2 separate regions of the Mus musculus genome follow, and region 2 is linked to region 1. A link is a contact called in public promoter capture Hi-C data. All regions are on one chromosome and are shown on one strand. Each heading gives the region's core, a stretch centred on a gene start, on an enhancer-like site or on the middle of the called end of the contact. The rest is flanking DNA. Distances are from core to core; before and after follow the strand shown.

The links. Promoter capture Hi-C pulls out the DNA fragments that hold promoters and counts their contacts.
Region 2: a promoter capture Hi-C map of cranial neural crest shows a contact between it and region 1. The contact joins two enhancer-like sites. A contact is called at or near these places in 6 of 39 promoter capture datasets (cranial neural crest, embryonic stem cells, frontonasal cranial neural crest and 3 more), 1 of 484 Hi-C or Micro-C datasets (uterus), 1 of 115 datasets of contacts at active chromatin or transcription factors (stem cell-derived neural progenitor cells) and 1 of 9 other capture datasets (embryonic stem cells).

The regions. Positions count from the first base shown.
Region 1 is chr4:114,842,347-114,845,388 of GRCm38.p6, reverse strand. The region is part of intron 1 of Gm33655 (a long non-coding RNA gene); the gene reads left to right. Gm12830 (predicted gene 12830) reads right to left here. Exons shown (of 4, transcript NR_033617.1): 3 at 272-401. It also overlaps the pseudogene Gm23230. Among named protein-coding and RNA genes, the nearest start is that of 9130410C08Rik, 19 kb to the right of the region's middle. Within about 2 kb of position 1,703, at least 45 of the 459 cell types and tissues checked have an H3K27ac peak or open chromatin away from gene starts, as enhancers often do.
Region 2 is chr4:114,719,321-114,722,328 of GRCm38.p6, reverse strand. The region is part of intron 1 of Gm33655 (a long non-coding RNA gene); the gene reads left to right. Among named protein-coding and RNA genes, the nearest start is that of Gm12829, 40 kb to the right of the region's middle. Within about 2 kb of position 1,493, at least 8 of the 459 cell types and tissues checked have an H3K27ac peak or open chromatin away from gene starts, as enhancers often do.

The DNA.
Region 1 (3,042 bases), core at 454-2,953:
CTCTTAAAGTGTAGGGGAAAACAAGTTCACACACACAGATACACACAAACGACATAGATGCTTGTGCAAAAGCAAATGCATGCATCTTTATTCAGACTTCTGCTATTGCAGCTGCATACACAGGTACATACATACTCATATTCATACATGAACATTGACCTGGACAACATGCATACATCTAAATACACAAAGACATTTTAAACATGCAGGCCCGTGGGTGTACATCTCAGGGCACAGTTAAATACACACATTTCCATACATAGGAACTCACATAGTTACCAGGCAGGGAGATCCAGGATGAGGCTTATCCATTGTACTCCAGATGTGCTGACCAATGTCATTTCCTCAAACGACAGAAACTCGACTGTATAATTTGTTGGAGGCTTTGTTCCCACTTTCCCCTGTAAAACAAAAGGAAAATAAGTAACCATATGTGTTCTGGTGAGCATACATAAACACCAAGCACTAGAAGTTGGTGTTCCTGGAGAGTTCCATGCCTTGTAAAGGCTCACACCCCCTCCATCAGCCCCACCTCTGTCTCTGTGCCTGTGCCATCCCTCAGGGCTCCTTCCTTATCAGGCTCCCTTCAAGTCCTGGAAGCTTCTTTCACTGCCTCTGTCCTCTGTCTTTCAGCCTCTGCTACATCTCCCTTCCCTAAGGCCTAGTCTGAGGCATCCTGTCAACACTCTCCAGTTCCTTTCCATGACCTACCGTCAGCTTCCTGTTTTCCCTGGACTACCAGCTGTTCCTTTCATGGCTCTGTGCAAGAGGGCCTTAATAAATAAATATAGACTGATGAAAGAAGAACTACTGTGCGGAGTCGTTCTGAGTCCCGGGAGCTGGAGGAGGTGGGCAGTGCCATTATCTTTCCATTATTCTCTGTTTTCTTTAGATTTATTTTTAAAATTATCTTATTGTATGTTTGTGATTGTTTTGCTTGCATGTCTGTGCACCATGTGCATGTGTATCTGTGTACCATATGCATGCCTGAAGCCTGGGGAGACCAGAAGAGGGCATCAGATCCTGTGGTAATAGAGTTATAGATGGTTGTGATCTGCCAAGTGGGTGCTGGAAATTGAACCCAGGACACCTGGAAGAGGACCCAGTGTTCTTAACCACTAAGGAATCCTTCCAGCCCCCCCCCCATTCTAAATTTTAGTGTGTGTGTGTGTGTGTGTGTGTGTGTGTGTGTGTGTGTGTGTGTATGAATCTGTTTATGGATGCTCACAGAAGCCAGAAGAGGATGCCAGAACCTCTGGAGCTGTACATGTGTGAATAGTCCTACGTGAGTTCTGGGGGCTGCAAGTGTGGAGCCATCTCTCCAGCTTTCAATGCCTCTACCTTTCCTAAAGGAGCAATGCAAGCATCCTGTGTGTCAGAGCTGGGTCTCAACTCCATTGGCAACTGTTAGATTTCCCTTTCTGAAGTCTGGCCTTACTGCAGTGGTGTTCCGGCCCTTCTTTACAGCACCCTTTCCTGTAAAGAAAATTTTATTGCTGGCAAGGGCCGAATACTCTGCTGTAGATCAGCACGACAAAAAGGAGTTGGAGTTCCAGGGAACAAACAAGTTGGCCAGGTGTGTCTGGGGCTGCAGCTGTCTTGAAGATTCTGCAAGAAACCCTGATTTAGGACAGAGAATGCTGGGTGCGAGTCACCAGAGGAGGCCCGAGCGTCGCCAGCGCTCTCACCTGTTGGGCCGGGGCCGGGTGGGCTCGCACTGCCGCTGGGTGGCCTGGCCCGGGCCCGACAGCGCTCCGTGCTCGGGGACCCTCCAGGGACCCGCTGGGGAGCAGCACAGAGGCGGCGGCCTGGCGGGGCCGGGTGGGGCGGCGAAATGGCTTTTCCAGCTCCGGAGCCCAGGCCGCGCTGTTGACACAGTCGCGGATTTTAATGAGAAATCTGGAGCGTGCGTGGGAGACGTGGCGCGGGGTGCACAGATGCGGAGCTGGCGGCGCGGCCCGAGGGAGAGCGCTGGGGCGCGCTCACCTTTGAACTGCCAGGGACACTGTTTACCTTGGCAGTCCAAGTGGCAGTTTTACAGATATTAAATACCGACCCGAGGGGAAGCAGGGATCGGGGGCTGTCTGCACCAAGGGATCCCGTGCCCTCCCTGCAGCTGGCGGTCGGATTCGGTGCTGGGGAGACTCTCGGCCCTCGCATCCCATCCAGTCCCAGCCCGGCTGTCTCCTAATTCGATTTTCCGTGTCGGGAGGAGGAGGCCAAGGGCAGTCTGGGCCTTGCTCACACACCTTTTTGGCACGTCTATGTCTGGGGATTGCAGATCTCCAGTCCAGGCACCTCCTTGGCGGCGCTCCGGGTTACCTGATTCTTTTCTAGGGGCAGAAGAGATCCATCCTCCCTCCCTCCCTCCCTCCCTCCCTCCCTCCCTCCCTCCCTCCCTCCCTCCCTCCCTCCCTCCCTCCCTCCCTCCCTCCCTCCCTCTCCGCCTCTCTCTCTCTTTCTCTGAGACTTTTGCGGGACAGAGGAGAGCTCTGCCCGCGACCCAGGCTTCAGCCGGCAGTCAGAAGGCTCCCTGCAGAGGCACAAGCCATGTTGATTTTACGGAGAAGGCTGCTATGCACATTTCACTGCTGATTTATTGGTTTTTAACTAGATCCTTATGCTGGGCTAAAAAAGCCATCTTGCACTTTGTAAGGCTCTGCTGACTGCTGCTGAAAATGACACAGGGGCTCCTCCTCCCCTCCCCCACCCCGTCCCACCGAAAGGGCGACGGTGGAGGTAAGCCTAGGGTCCCTCTTCTGAGCAAGAAGCCTCCTGCTGCAGCCTCCCAGCCACTGACTACCTGCTGTGTGCACTGGGGTGAGTGTGTTGGTGTGCGGAAGACTTTATGGTCTAAAGGGAGGGTCTGGGAGAGGCAGGGACATAGTACTCACCTTTTCTCTATCAGAGCTCTTGCTGTATATATTAATGAACTTGCTGTATATATTAATGAACTTGGGAGTGGGTGTCAGCAAATATAGAGGGACACCCTGGTTCATCATTGTGTGACTTAGTAAAGCTACCTAAACTCTCTGATCTCCT
Region 2 (3,008 bases), core at 244-2,743, 120 kb after region 1:
TCAGTGCAGAACAAGCTGCAGTGACCAGGCCCAAGATAGGGCAGCCTGGACTACGGTATGATACAGTAATGGGACACTGAGATGAGCTGAGAACTCTAGAAGGAAGAACTGGCAGATGAGAGCTTCGGGCTGTGAGGACTCAGTGTGGGAAGGAGGGAGAGAAAGAAAGAAGGCCATCCCGATGAGCACCGTGGGGCTGTACACCAAGTGGATGGCACTGTTGTCCCGAAAGATGAGGAACTTGTACAACAACCAGTGCCTGTGAATTCAGAACCTGATTGGAATTGGGATGTTTGGGGTCTCAGATCCTGAGACGTGTTAAGGTGGCCAGGGTGTGTGGCAGCTTCTGGATTGCATGGCAAGAGAGGGGGAGGCTGGGGTTAGAGTCATGATCAGAAGCAGAGAGGCCTGCCACAGTCCCTACAGCAATAGAAGAGAAGGCATAGTGGGGACAAGGGCATCGGCCCATGTGATCCCTTCCAGCTGCCTGGAGCAGGGACTCCACCCAGAGGTGTTCAGTGTTCTGGAGAAAGGGTCTCCTTGCTATTCTAAGGCCCCGAAGTCCTTGGAGGTGCTGGTGTTCTCTTAGTACCTCAGGGTCCACAGTACCCTATTTAGTTTAGTTTGTCAGTAGATCAGGGGCAGAAATGGATCAGCTCCTCAGACTCCCCCTGCCAGGGAGTAAGCAGCAGAAAGCAGTTGCCAGCGTTGTGTCTCAGGGGAGCTCAGATTCCAGGCTTCACAGACAGGATGTCAGAACTGCAGCTGTGTTATTCCAAGGACCTGTGATTGGCTCACACCAGCCTCTTCCATCTTAAAACCCTCTCCATGTTTACCATATCTATGTAGATTGCAGCAGGCTAGGCCTGGATGGTCCCTCACCTGACACTGCTGTCCCTTCTTTCTCCATCTGATACTAAGGTGTATTAATGATTTAAGGAACAATTATCAGAAGGCCAACCTTCACATATCTGTGAAACACACTGGCTTCACCTTGGCCCATGTTGGCTCTGTCCTAAGTGTGCGTGGCCCACGTTTCTTACTCTCAATCACTGGAGGACTCCCAAGTGTGGCAGAGGCCATTCTTGACACTTCAACTCCCAAGGTGCTAGGAGCTTAGATCTCAAGCATCAGCCATGCCCAGCCCAAGAGTTCAGGAGGCACTAAAGGCCAGAAGAGGTTCCTGAAGATAACAACGTTACTGCAGCGCAGGCTGGGGGATGTCTGGAGTCTGTGCCAAAGCTGTTACCTGGGAGAAGGTAGCTGCAGCTCCCAAAGTATATGGCAGTGGGCTGGGCATGGACTCTGACAGGTCCCTAGCCTGTCCCTGCTGTCTCCTCTTTCTCCATCTGGAACTCAGGCTGTATTAATGATTTAAGGAACAATTATCGTGAGCCCAGGTTTCTTTTTACAAACCTCAGTATTCCATCCTGCAATGAGTTCCAGATGGCAGGAGCTCTCAGTGAGGGAACTGGCTCCTCGGAGATGGCCTTTCTCCTTCAGAGTGACAGCAGGCCATGAACAAGCCAGCCATCTCTCCAGCACTCCTGCCTTTACAAGCTACTCGACCCTGTTCCAGTTTGTTTAAAGCCTTTTTCTTTTTCTGTGCAGATGTTCCTTAGGGTGAGCAATCTTTACAGTTTTGAAAAGATTATATCAGTTTTCCATGATATTGAGTTTCTGTGTTTCTTGGGCTCCCCTCATTTTAATAGTAGCAGAAAGGCTAGATTCTTCATCAGACATCACTAATGGAATGTAGAAAGGGAGGCGGAGAGGACTAAGCCCTGGGCTCAGGGCACCACAGAAGGAAAACAGACACCCAATGCTCTCTTTCCAGGGGCGACTCTTCTGGTCAGGGAGCTGTGAAAAGTGCTAGGGCCATTCATTTTTCGATGATTATCAAAGGTGTTAAAATAGAGAAGGCGGCACATGTTTGGCTCCAGGGCTGGAGAGGCTGCCACACAGTTCTGCAGGCTCCAGCTGTCTTGAATCAAAACTATCACTTTGATACTGGAAAATTATTATGAAAATGTTAGTTTTGGGCCTTGCAGCACAAAGCAAAGACTGCCTGGAAGGCTCGGGGCGCTTCATTCACCATTTGTGTCAGCTCCAAAAATAACCTCTCCCAACTGTTGGAATTCACCTTTATCCAGGCTTAGAGGTGGCTCCATCCTGCCCTGCAGTCCACCATGAGGGGATAGAAGGGGTGGGAGGCCACTTCATCTTCAAGCTCAGCAGAGGCTGGGGAGGAAAGTCTTCCCTGAGGAGAGGGCTTAGCTCTGGGTTTTTGGAGGAGAAAGTGGATTTATCCAGGAAAACATGAGAAACGGGGACATTGGCATTTTCTGCGGGCCTGTTCTTGAGCAAGAGGTCTGTCCTGCACTTGAGGTTTGGAATGACCCCGTCACACCTGGGCCATGGTTCAAACCACAGTCACCTAATGTACTGTCCATTGACTAGGAGGGAAAAGAGGAAGAGTAGAAAGGACTCTGGAAGTGTGGGCATCTGGGGACAAGGAAGGAATGTCCTTTGATCAGTCTTCTGCCTGGCCATAGGAGTATCAGGGTGCTGGGGCCACTGCAGCCCTGGCAGGGGGCAGTTGAGGAGGAATTTGCTCTTCTAGACACTGGAGGATTTTAAAACAGGCACTACTTAAACTCTAAATTAATTTTTCATGCTCCTAGTCTCTTCATGGGCTCTCTTCCCAGAAAGGAAGAGGAGAGATCTAGATATTTACTGGCCTCTGTGTAAAGGAGACAGGAGAGACTCAGAGCCTCACACACCATACCCTAAAGAAGCAAGAGAAGGTCTGGGTTGTATGAACCCCTAGTAGAGACAAGTCCCTGGGGACCAGGAGGTTTGTTGGTGACTGGCAGCTCTGAGCTCTGGAGAACAGGGCAGCAGCAGGACAGTTAGACTTTGGGAGGTAGGAATTCACCTAGAAGCAAGGCTGGGGGCAGCTTGGGGCAGCAGGATTGAATGGGAGGGCAATACAGGAAGTATGGCTA